Regions from separate parts of the Drosophila melanogaster genome. Here region 2 is linked to region 1. A link is a contact called in public Hi-C data. All regions are on one chromosome and are shown on one strand. The core of a region is the stretch at or near the end of the contact, and the rest is flanking DNA. Distances in the headings are between cores, read along the strand shown.

The links. Hi-C and Micro-C count contacts between places; a contact is called where the count stands out from the background.
Region 2: a Hi-C map of the Kc167 cell line shows a contact between it and region 1, with 2.7 times the contacts expected there. A contact is called at or near these places in 6 of 107 Hi-C or Micro-C datasets (the Kc167 cell line and the S2 cell line) and 2 of 7 datasets of targeted methods (both in the Kc167 cell line).

Annotation. Positions count from the first base shown.
Region 1 is chr3L:1,098,633-1,103,306 of dm6, forward strand. It overlaps bab1 (bric a brac 1), which reads right to left and starts at 2,457. Exons shown (of 4, transcript NM_167852.2): 1 at 469-2,457. The coding sequence starts at 2,004.
Region 2 is chr3L:1,294,003-1,298,676 of dm6, forward strand. It overlaps Rabex-5 (Rabaptin-5-associated exchange factor for Rab5), which reads left to right and starts at 1,911. Exons shown (of 4, transcript NM_138249.3): 1 at 1,911-2,177; 2 at 2,263-2,466; 3 at 2,521-2,833; 4 at 2,907-4,495. The coding sequence starts at 2,024. The coding sequence ends at 4,326. CG32333 reads left to right here. Exons shown (of 10, transcript NM_001274317.1): 9 at 1-36; 10 at 91-1,697. The coding sequence ends at 283. scf (supercoiling factor) reads left to right here and starts at 4,670. Exons shown (of 2, transcript NM_058044.5): 1 at 4,670-4,674.

The sequences.
Region 1 (4,674 bases), core at 1,207-3,706:
CCACTCTGGCGGTGGGGTGGGGAGTTCCACAGAGCGCTGCGACCGTAGCTCCGCATTCCGCGCTGTGACGTCACGACACGAGGCGAAATGCCGCCGGCAGAATTCGCAGCCGAAGATTGAAGATCGCCGAAAGGCGCGCGAATCGTGAATCAAAACAAACCGAGGCAAAAGATCGGATAATGAATGGGAGAGAGATATAGACGGAAGCAGCGCTGCGACAGCGCAGTGACAGCGCTGCAGCAGCAGAAGAGAGCTCCACCGCGCGCTTCTCTCTCTCTCTCTCTCTGCCTCTCTTTTTGTAGAATTGGAATTGCAGAATTGAAGAGTCTTCTCTTAACTGGCATATGTACTAACTTAGAAAACGATTCACAACATATGAATAATTGAAAACAAAAGTACGAAAGTTATCTTTAAGGAAGATGAAATACAAAGATAAACGTGAAATTTAAGTTGCTTAGATTCACTCACCCTTTCTTCCTCTCGGATCATCTCGGCGATCCCTGGCTTGATCTCCAAGTCATCGGCGAGCGAGGATCCCCCGCCTGAACCCACTCCGCCTGCACCTCCTCCTCCAACTCCCCCGCCGCCCACTCCACCACCGCCATGGTGGTGCGGCGGTGGAGGCGGAAGGCGTGGCTCGGCGGACGGACCTGGTCCCAGGCCACTCAGTTCCCTGGCAGCGGCCATGGCGGCTGCTGGGCCGAGGGGAAAACGGGAATCTCCAGCAGGCGATGCCGGGTGGTGGGCTGATCCGGCGGTCTGGGAGGGATGTGGGGCGGGTGATGCGTGATGGTGCGGATGCAGGGGCAGGGGCAAAGGAAGCTGACCCTGCTGCTGTGCCTGCTGCTGCTGGGGGCTCTGCGAGTGAGGTCTCGACGATCGGGACAGAGGTCCTGGCGTGGCAGCCGGCGATGGCATGTCCAGGGCGTGGATGGCGGTCTCCAGGCGCCTCGTGGCTCCCACTGTGGAGCCACTGCTCATTGGTGGTTTGGGTGGGGGTGTCATCAGCGAACAGTCCCTCTGTCTCTCTCTTTCCTTTTGCTCCAGCTCCATCCTTTCGGCCGCAATCAGGCTGCTCAGTGGACTGGGTGGTGCGGGTGGATTGAATATTGTGTCCGCCGATGGCCACCGGCGCTTTCTTACATTCCTGCCCTGCTGCCGCTCCAGTGGGGAGAGCCTCAGCTCAGCGGGATCCCAGTCCGAAGTGCGTAGCTTCTTCTCGGGCTGCATGAAGGCCAGCAGCTCCTCGGCCTCCCGTTCCCTGTCGTGTTCAGTTCTGGAAGTTGAAGTGCTCTCCTTGGGCGAGGAGGGCATTCTCTCCGACGAAGCGGCAGCCGCTGCTGCCGTGGCCGCCTCCATATGGGTCACATCCGCCAGACCACGCACTTTCAACATCTCAGCTATCCTGAGCAGAGGACCTATCTGGTCCTGGCTCACGTTGATCTCGCCGCGATACATGAACTCCACAATGGCCTTGAGATCCGACCAATTTACGTCCCGCATGATCACAATGGGATGCTGGCAGGGCGTTTCGGCCAGAAGTGTTTGGAAGTAGGGCGAGCAGGCGGACAGGACCATCTTGTGGGCCTTCATGGACCGACCATCGCATGCCAAGGTCACGTCCACGAAGCACTCGTTCTGGAGCAGCTGGTCAAAGATGGTGGTCAGGTTCGTCTGATAGTTGTTCCAGCGCAGGCAGAATTGCTGGGAGCTGGAACTGGGCGAGGCTACCGAAGAACTCCTGCCCTGTGGCGAACTGACGGGCGAAGATCCTCCCCCTCCGGCTACAGCATGACCTTGACTCTCCTTGTCCTCGTCCTTGGCCCCGCCAGTTGGTGAAGTGCGATCCTCGCTTTTGATACGCTTCTCCTCCTGCTGAGTGGGCGAGCTTCTGTTACTCTTGGGCGAATCGGCGCCCGATCCCGTCCCTTTGCGCTGCCTCTGAGCCACTGGTCCCTGTTCGGACGCCAAGCCGACATTCGTCTCCGCCTGCGCCGACGCCATTTTGTCTGCAGCTGATCGTTGATCGTTGATCGTTGGATCACCGGCGATCGTAAACGTTACGCGATCGTTATTCGTTACGCGATTCGCTCTTCACATAGCGTTTAAGGAATAAGCATTCAAAAGAATCCGCGACAATTACGACGCTCAACTGAGAGTGGGCATGTACATGTGCGTATCTGTGTGCGTGCCTCTGTCTCTCTGTGTGTGTGTGTGTGTGTGTGTGTGTCTGGGCGTGTGTGTATGGGTGTTTAACGTATTCGTTACGTTACGCGCACTACGTGGCCATTTGGCAATTAGCCCGCCGCCTCGTTCTTTCAGTTCGATTCGGTTCTCGTCGTCGTGTCCAGTGTTATTCAGTGTGTGCTTTCAGTTCCGTTTCTGTTTCTGTTTCGGTTTCAGTGTTCTATGGCTGTATTGGCCAACAAACAGGGCCAAAAGTCTTCTCAGCACGAGCGTCTGAATTAGACTGAAATCGTTTTGCACATTTTGATACGGAAAAACTCAAAACAAACTTAACACACGACGACGACGATGGCCCACGACGACGTGGATGTGGATGTGGATGTGCGGCTGTGGCTGTGGCTGTGGCAGTGCCTGTGCCTGTGCCTGTGGAAAGCTGAGGGGCAACGTTGATGTTGCAGCAACGGCAACGGCAACAGCAGAAGCGGCAGCAACAGCAACATCAGCAGCAACTGCTACTGCTACTGCTTTGTAGTTGTTGCTCTCAGGCTGCGACTGAGTTCGCGACGAAGTTGCGAATAGTTCGCGAACTGCTCTGCCGGCGCTGCGAAAGGAAAATGCGACGTAGGCAGCGCCGCTTGGCTGAGAACCGACGGCAGAGACAACGACCGAAGCAGCGGCGAGCCCGTTGAAAATGGCTGAAAACGGCGAGCTGTAGGCGCCAAAAAACGCCGGCTAACGGCACCGCATTCCTTTGCTCCTGCGCTGCGTTTTGGCTCTCCTCGAGCTCAACATCGGAATCGGCTTCGCTCGTCCTTCGTCCTTCGTCCTTCGTCGGCCTGCTCGACGCACTCGAACTCGTCCTCGTCCTCGTTCTCGGCCTCTCGCCGTTGCAACCCCCAAAATTTTGGCGCTTTGCCGCCGCACAACTACCGTTGCGTAAAAAGGATGCGTCGCTGCAAGTGGCAAGTGGCAAGTGTGCGTGCGTGAGGAAACGGAAGTTGCCCCGAAAATGCAGCGGAGAGCGACGGCGATTGCGATTGCGATTGCGATTGTGAGTGCGAGTGCGAGTGCGGATTCGAGCTTAGGCCTAATATTTTTCGGAGGTGCTTGGCAGGAGAGGGTGTGGACGAGCCCCATCGACCAGTACCCCTGGCACAAAATAGAGGAACACATCTAGGTGGTCTTCAGGAATTGGGAATGCGGCGAAAATAGTGCTGAGTTTGCCGATTATTTAGGTGATGGATATTATATATCTTATTAGGGTTCTTTTAAAAGCTTAAATTTAAGTGAAAAAATTGAAAAAATTGAAAATTATTAAATAAAATATTTTAATTATTTTTAGAATATTGGAAATCGATATTCATATGTATGAATTGCTTGTAACATTTGTAGTATGAGCATTTTGCGAGAAGTGCAGATTAGTGATCATTAGGTCTTTCGAAGCACATTCCTCTCTCTTTCTATTCTTCCCAAGCCATTACTCTTTCTCCCTCACGCATTCCACCTCATCCGACTGAGAAACAAAACTCGGCTGAAAGATGCTTCATTAATTAGTTCCGTTCGAGGTGTACCCCACACAGCCCCCCCTTCGAAAAACCATCACGAAAAACTCTCTTCGCAGTCGACGTCGCTGCCAGTCGTGCATTGTAAACAAATGCTTAGGCGAAATCAAGATGTGCGGCGAATTGGCTCTCTCTCTTTCGCGAGAGAGTTGGCTGGCGCTTTTCGCCTAAGAGACGTTTCTCTTTCTTTCAGCTGCACCTGCAGTTTTCCACTAGTTTTTCTCGCTCTCTTCATGAGTAGTGGTGATGGGCATTTGGGGGGGTGCCGAGTGGCCGAAGGGGCGGAGGGCGGGGCACTATCGTTTCAGACTGGTCAGCCTCGGTTTTTTGCCTCTGTGTGGGTGATTCCGTGTATGTGTTTATGATTATTTTTGTTATTGCCTTGCGCATTTATAATATGCGAAACATAAAATAAAAAAAAAACACAAATCTAGCAAAAATAATAAATTCTTGCAAGTGCGAGCGGGACGAAGCTACATATCAAGGTGAGTGAGCGAGAGGTGGCGAGAGGGGTCCACTACAGCCAGTCATAAATTATGCATAATTTTTTCGTGACTGGCAAATGGCGGCTGCTTTTCATTTTGGTTACATTATAATAAACATCGGCCATGAATCGAATCGCGAATCGCGATAAAGGGGCACAAATACGCGATCGGCAGGTATCCATCGATCGGATTATATTCAGTATTCATCTGGCATCTCTGAATGAGTCTTTTAATGCCTTCATTCACTCGTATCCGGTGATTTAATGACGCTAAGTGATACTTTTGCCTACTCTAATGGCCAGCCCTTGAAATAGTTTTGGACTTTGTATCTCTACTATTTAATGAGTGTGTGTGCTATTAATTCATAAGTTATTCGGGCTTTTTAGGCTTTTGAGTATTTTGAATGAATTCAGGTAACTGAATATGGTTTTTATGTATTG
Region 2 (4,674 bases), core at 661-3,160, 190 kb after region 1:
CATGAGGGATAGCTCCTCGTTGGGTACCATTTACAGGTTCGATTGGAATGGCTCCTTGTTAAAATCGTGACTATAAAGATTCCTTTTCAGGGAAATGGTGCACAACATAATAGCTCCGATTTTGGCCAGGCCCGAACTGACTTTGGCCCGATTCGATGTCCACCATGCCCTGCCCCACACGGCCAACACTTTGATCGGTCGAGCGGCGCACATTGCTGTCCTGGACTCGGAGTTGTTTATTGAGAAGTTTATGCTGATCGCAGGACTGAAGTACTTCAGTTAACCAGGGCACTGAAGAAATGTCTGAAATGTCTTTAGAAGAGTCCTAGCGAATTAATCAAGTACTAAACACAGTCGGAAGATTCAACTACCAATTTGATAAAATTAAAAAAAAAAAAGATTATTTTCTTATAAGTATTTAATTACAGCATGTTTGTATAGTTTAAAAGTCATATGTTTCATTTTGTTTCTTCGTTTTGTCAAGAGTTTTGTTTGTATAACTGTATATATGGAAAGTTAAGACATATTCTTTTTGAAACTTACAATTTCTAACTTGCTGTACTTTCTGTTTTATACGCCGAACTTTTGAATACACAGGGTACTCATACATAATTCGAAGACAAAATAAGAACCACAGTCATCAGATCAGCCAAATAATTCCAATTGATCAGCGATTGGAACAAGGAATTTATTGAAGCAAATCGTTAGACTTGAATTTTTTACAAATGCAACTCTTTTGTAGCGAATTGAATACACTCAGATACGAACAAATCAAAAACCAAAGAATGTTTAATCAAAAACCTATAACCAAAACCAAAGTCAGCATAATGTTGAAACACACGCGTTAAAGATAATTACATTGTTAGCTGTAAGAGTTGAACGCATACAAAGCAAAAACAAAAGCCAAAGACATCATAAGTAGTGTTAAATTCCAGTTCAAAACTATACACGAGACTTTTTCGAAACGGTTGAATTGCAAATGGGAAGTGAACGAAAACAAGAACGATCATGTTAAGTATACGTAAACTATCGATAGTAGTTGAGCACGGCAAGGCAAGGTTGCATTTTGATGACAGTAGCGAAATAGTATTAGCAATTTTTAAGACTAATCAAAACACAAACAGAGACAAAATGGTTTTTTCCAAATCTTTTTACTGCTAGACGAGAGAACAAATTTAGAAGAACTAGAGATAAAGTAGAGGTAGTGTTGAACTAGTCGAGTTGTTAGTAGTTGAGTGCATTATTGGATCGTCAATTACGAGGAGAGCTGGACGATGCAAAGGTTTGTTTGCAGATTTAAACTTTTCATTGGGGAACAAGATCGGTAACGTAGCGTAGAGCAGTTAGGACAAAAAACTTTGCAAATTTATAGTCTAGTCTAAGCCATAACTCTGTGTTTTCTGAGCTTTTTCCAATTGCTGTTGTGAACTACTACCATTAGCGACCCTTCCAGAAATGCATTCTTTTTACGTGTATAACCGTCCTAAATGTTACTACTTTATCAACTTGCTATGTCGATATACGTGTGTAACTGGTTTTAAAAATGTTTGTGTGCATCTAAGAATTGAATGTGTGTTGAAATGTTCCCTAGGACACCACGATTTTACTACATGTATTCGATCTAATTGTGCAAATTTCCCTAAGTTGCAGTTTAAATATTTTCTTTACGAATAAAATATGCTAAAATCCAATTTTAGTGGAACATAACTGAATAGTGTTTTAATTGTATGTGGGTTTACAGGTCATATGCGAACTACGTTCTTTTTTATCAAAATTATATTCAAAAGAGGGAAATCCCCCTTGTACGAAGCGAACTAGTTCCATTCGATGGGCGGCTACTTAAAGCCGGCGAACCAGCTCATCTCTAACTTTCTGAGCGATGTCCCACCACTGGATAAAAGACCATCTGGCAACGCTGGCAGCAGTAGAATTATTTATCTCCACAATTCAGTCACGAAAACAATAAGCAACAAAGGGACTCCCACAGATAAGGGAGCTGTATTTTTATAGCCACACCTCCGAGATGTCAACGGCGGCGCGACCTCCGTCTTTGCGGCTGGGCCAGCAGGACCTCAAGTGCCGTTCAGGATGCGGGTTTTACGGAACCCCCCAAAACGAAGGATTGTGCTCGATGTGCTTCCGAGAAAAGTTTAATGATAAGCAGCGGAAGTTGAAGCGTAAGTTGAAGCGTAGGTCCCCAGACAATGCTTGCATATAACTCCAAAGCCGATGAGCGTTGAGTCATGAAGTGGTTCTTTACAGAGACGGGTGGCGAGACGGGTCCTGGATCCTCTTCCTCGGTCGCCACCTTGGATCGCCGATCGCCACAGCATGCGCACCTCCAGGGAAAAGTGGAGCAGCAGGTCAGGAAGCCGTCGGACAAGGAGCAGGACAACTTGGGAACCCTGCAAAAGAAAAAGTTTACCGCTGTGCTGCAAAAAACTCTGCAGGCGGGAGCCCAAAAAAGTAATATTGCATAGCCACACTGCCTTTAAATGCTTATACTTGGATATTCCTTAGTTACCCAACAGCGTGGTCATGTGCCGGATCCCACGGAGGGCCAGTTCCTACTGCAATTGCGGCAACTTCGCATTCCCGACGATGGCAAGCGGAAACTCAAGCTTGAAATCCAGCGTTTGGACAGCGACATCCGCAAGTATATGAACGGAAATGGCGGCAAAAACATCAACGAACTATCAGATTTGGTTCAAAACGCCTACACCAAAGTCTCAGACATTGTGCACAACGATCCCAGCTTCGAGATAGCCACCAACGAGGATCGCGATAGTGCCATTGACTTCTTTGAGAAAGTGGTGATGACGCAGAACCACAAGTGAGTCAAGCGGAACGTTGATATCAGAGGAGTACATATTTTTATCTGGGAAACTCTTTTTTTTTTTTTGCAGATTTCTCTTCAGTCCCTATTTCACTACCGATGAGGACAGTGACGTGAAGGTGCAGAAGCGGATACGCCAGCTGAGCTGGATTACGGCCAAGCATCTGGACTGCAGCATCGACGAGGTCAACTCGGAGGCCAGGGATCTGGTTTACAATGCTATATCCGAGCTGGTGGGCATAGATTCGTACTATTCGCCGCAGGAGAAGCTGCAGTGCACTTGGCGCTGCTGTAGGCACATCTTTGAGCTTCTGAAGCGGGCAACTGGAGGACCCGCCAGTGCGGATGACTTCCTACCCGCCCTAATATTCGTCGTGCTTAAGGCAAATCCAGTGCGACTGCACAGCAACATCAACTTCGTTACGCGCTTCACAAACGCTTCGCGGCTGATGAGCGGCGAGAGTGGCTACTACTTTACCAATCTGTGCTCCGCCATCGCCTTCATAGAGAATCTGAATGGCGAGAGTCTGGGCGTCAGCAGCGAGGAGTTCGAGGCTCTGATGTCCGGACAGCAGCCCTACAGCACGCCCTGGGAAAGTGCCCTGTTGGCCTGCGAGAGCCTTCACCTGATATCCGAGAACATGAAGCGAATGGAGATGCTGCAGAAAAGGAACGCCCTGATAAGCTCTGGAATAACTTCATTTGAAAAAGAGCTTATCGATTTCCAAAGAGAGGTGACGGAACGAGTAGACACCGTGATTGCCAAGGCCCCACTCAACCTGCTGCCCATCAAAACACCCGCTTTTCTGATTGGTCAAGCCAGGGCGCACCTTCTCAACGAAAGCGAGGCTGGTCATTATCAAGCGAATATGCTGCACGGCGGCTCATTGACCTCCCAGTCGCTGACAGCAGCCGGTGGGTTGGTAAAGCCCGCAGCGGCGTCTAAAGAATCTGGATTGTCCCTTAAGGATACCAGCATGAGTTCGATGGGCCGTCTGTCGCCACTTCAGCAGAACGTTCAGCCAGCCGATCACCTCTTCGCCTCTCCAATCTTTAACTACACCGCGTTTGATGCCGTCTCGCTCTTGGAGGAGCCTGTGCCCGATGCGAACACAGACGTACTCATGCTGGGCTCCGAGTTTCAAGGAGGCCTGACCAATATCAACTACGACTTCGACTTGTCGGATCAAAGTGGGGAAAACAGCACTGCGGACGAGTCAAAGCTGAATCTCGACGAATTCGACCCCTTGGCGCAGAAGGGCCTAGTTGCCAAGCCACCGCCGCCTCTGCCGGAGACCAGTCTGCTGGATAGCACAACGGATAGCCTTATAGATAGCGAAGTGCCCGGCACAGCTGTCCTGCTTCCATCCCCTCTGAAGCCCGAGGTGTCCAACTACCGGGGCTTCTCAAACTTCGATATTCCCAGCATCTCGTGCAACACGGGAGACTTTAGTTCTCTGGGACAGGACGGCGCGGATGCTCCCAAATAAACGTTTGTTCACTGGGTCACTGAATCCTGCAGCTGTGTGAATGTAAATAAGTTTAAGTGAAATATTGTAGTTAGCCCAACGCTTCAATTCAAATTTCTGCACATATTTATTTGTACCATATTTAACTAGCTTTACAGAAAGGACGTTTAATAAATGCAATCTAACACATACACAAGTTGTATTGTTTTTTACAATAAACGGTTAACTAAGTTTAATTTCTTTCCCAGGGGTAATTGCATGATTTTCAAAAGTCCCGCCAACTGGGCATCACTTATCCAATAATCTGGCAGCACTAGAAAAGTAACAAGAGAGATTGTTGTTTTCGAAATATCTCAATCACACACGATT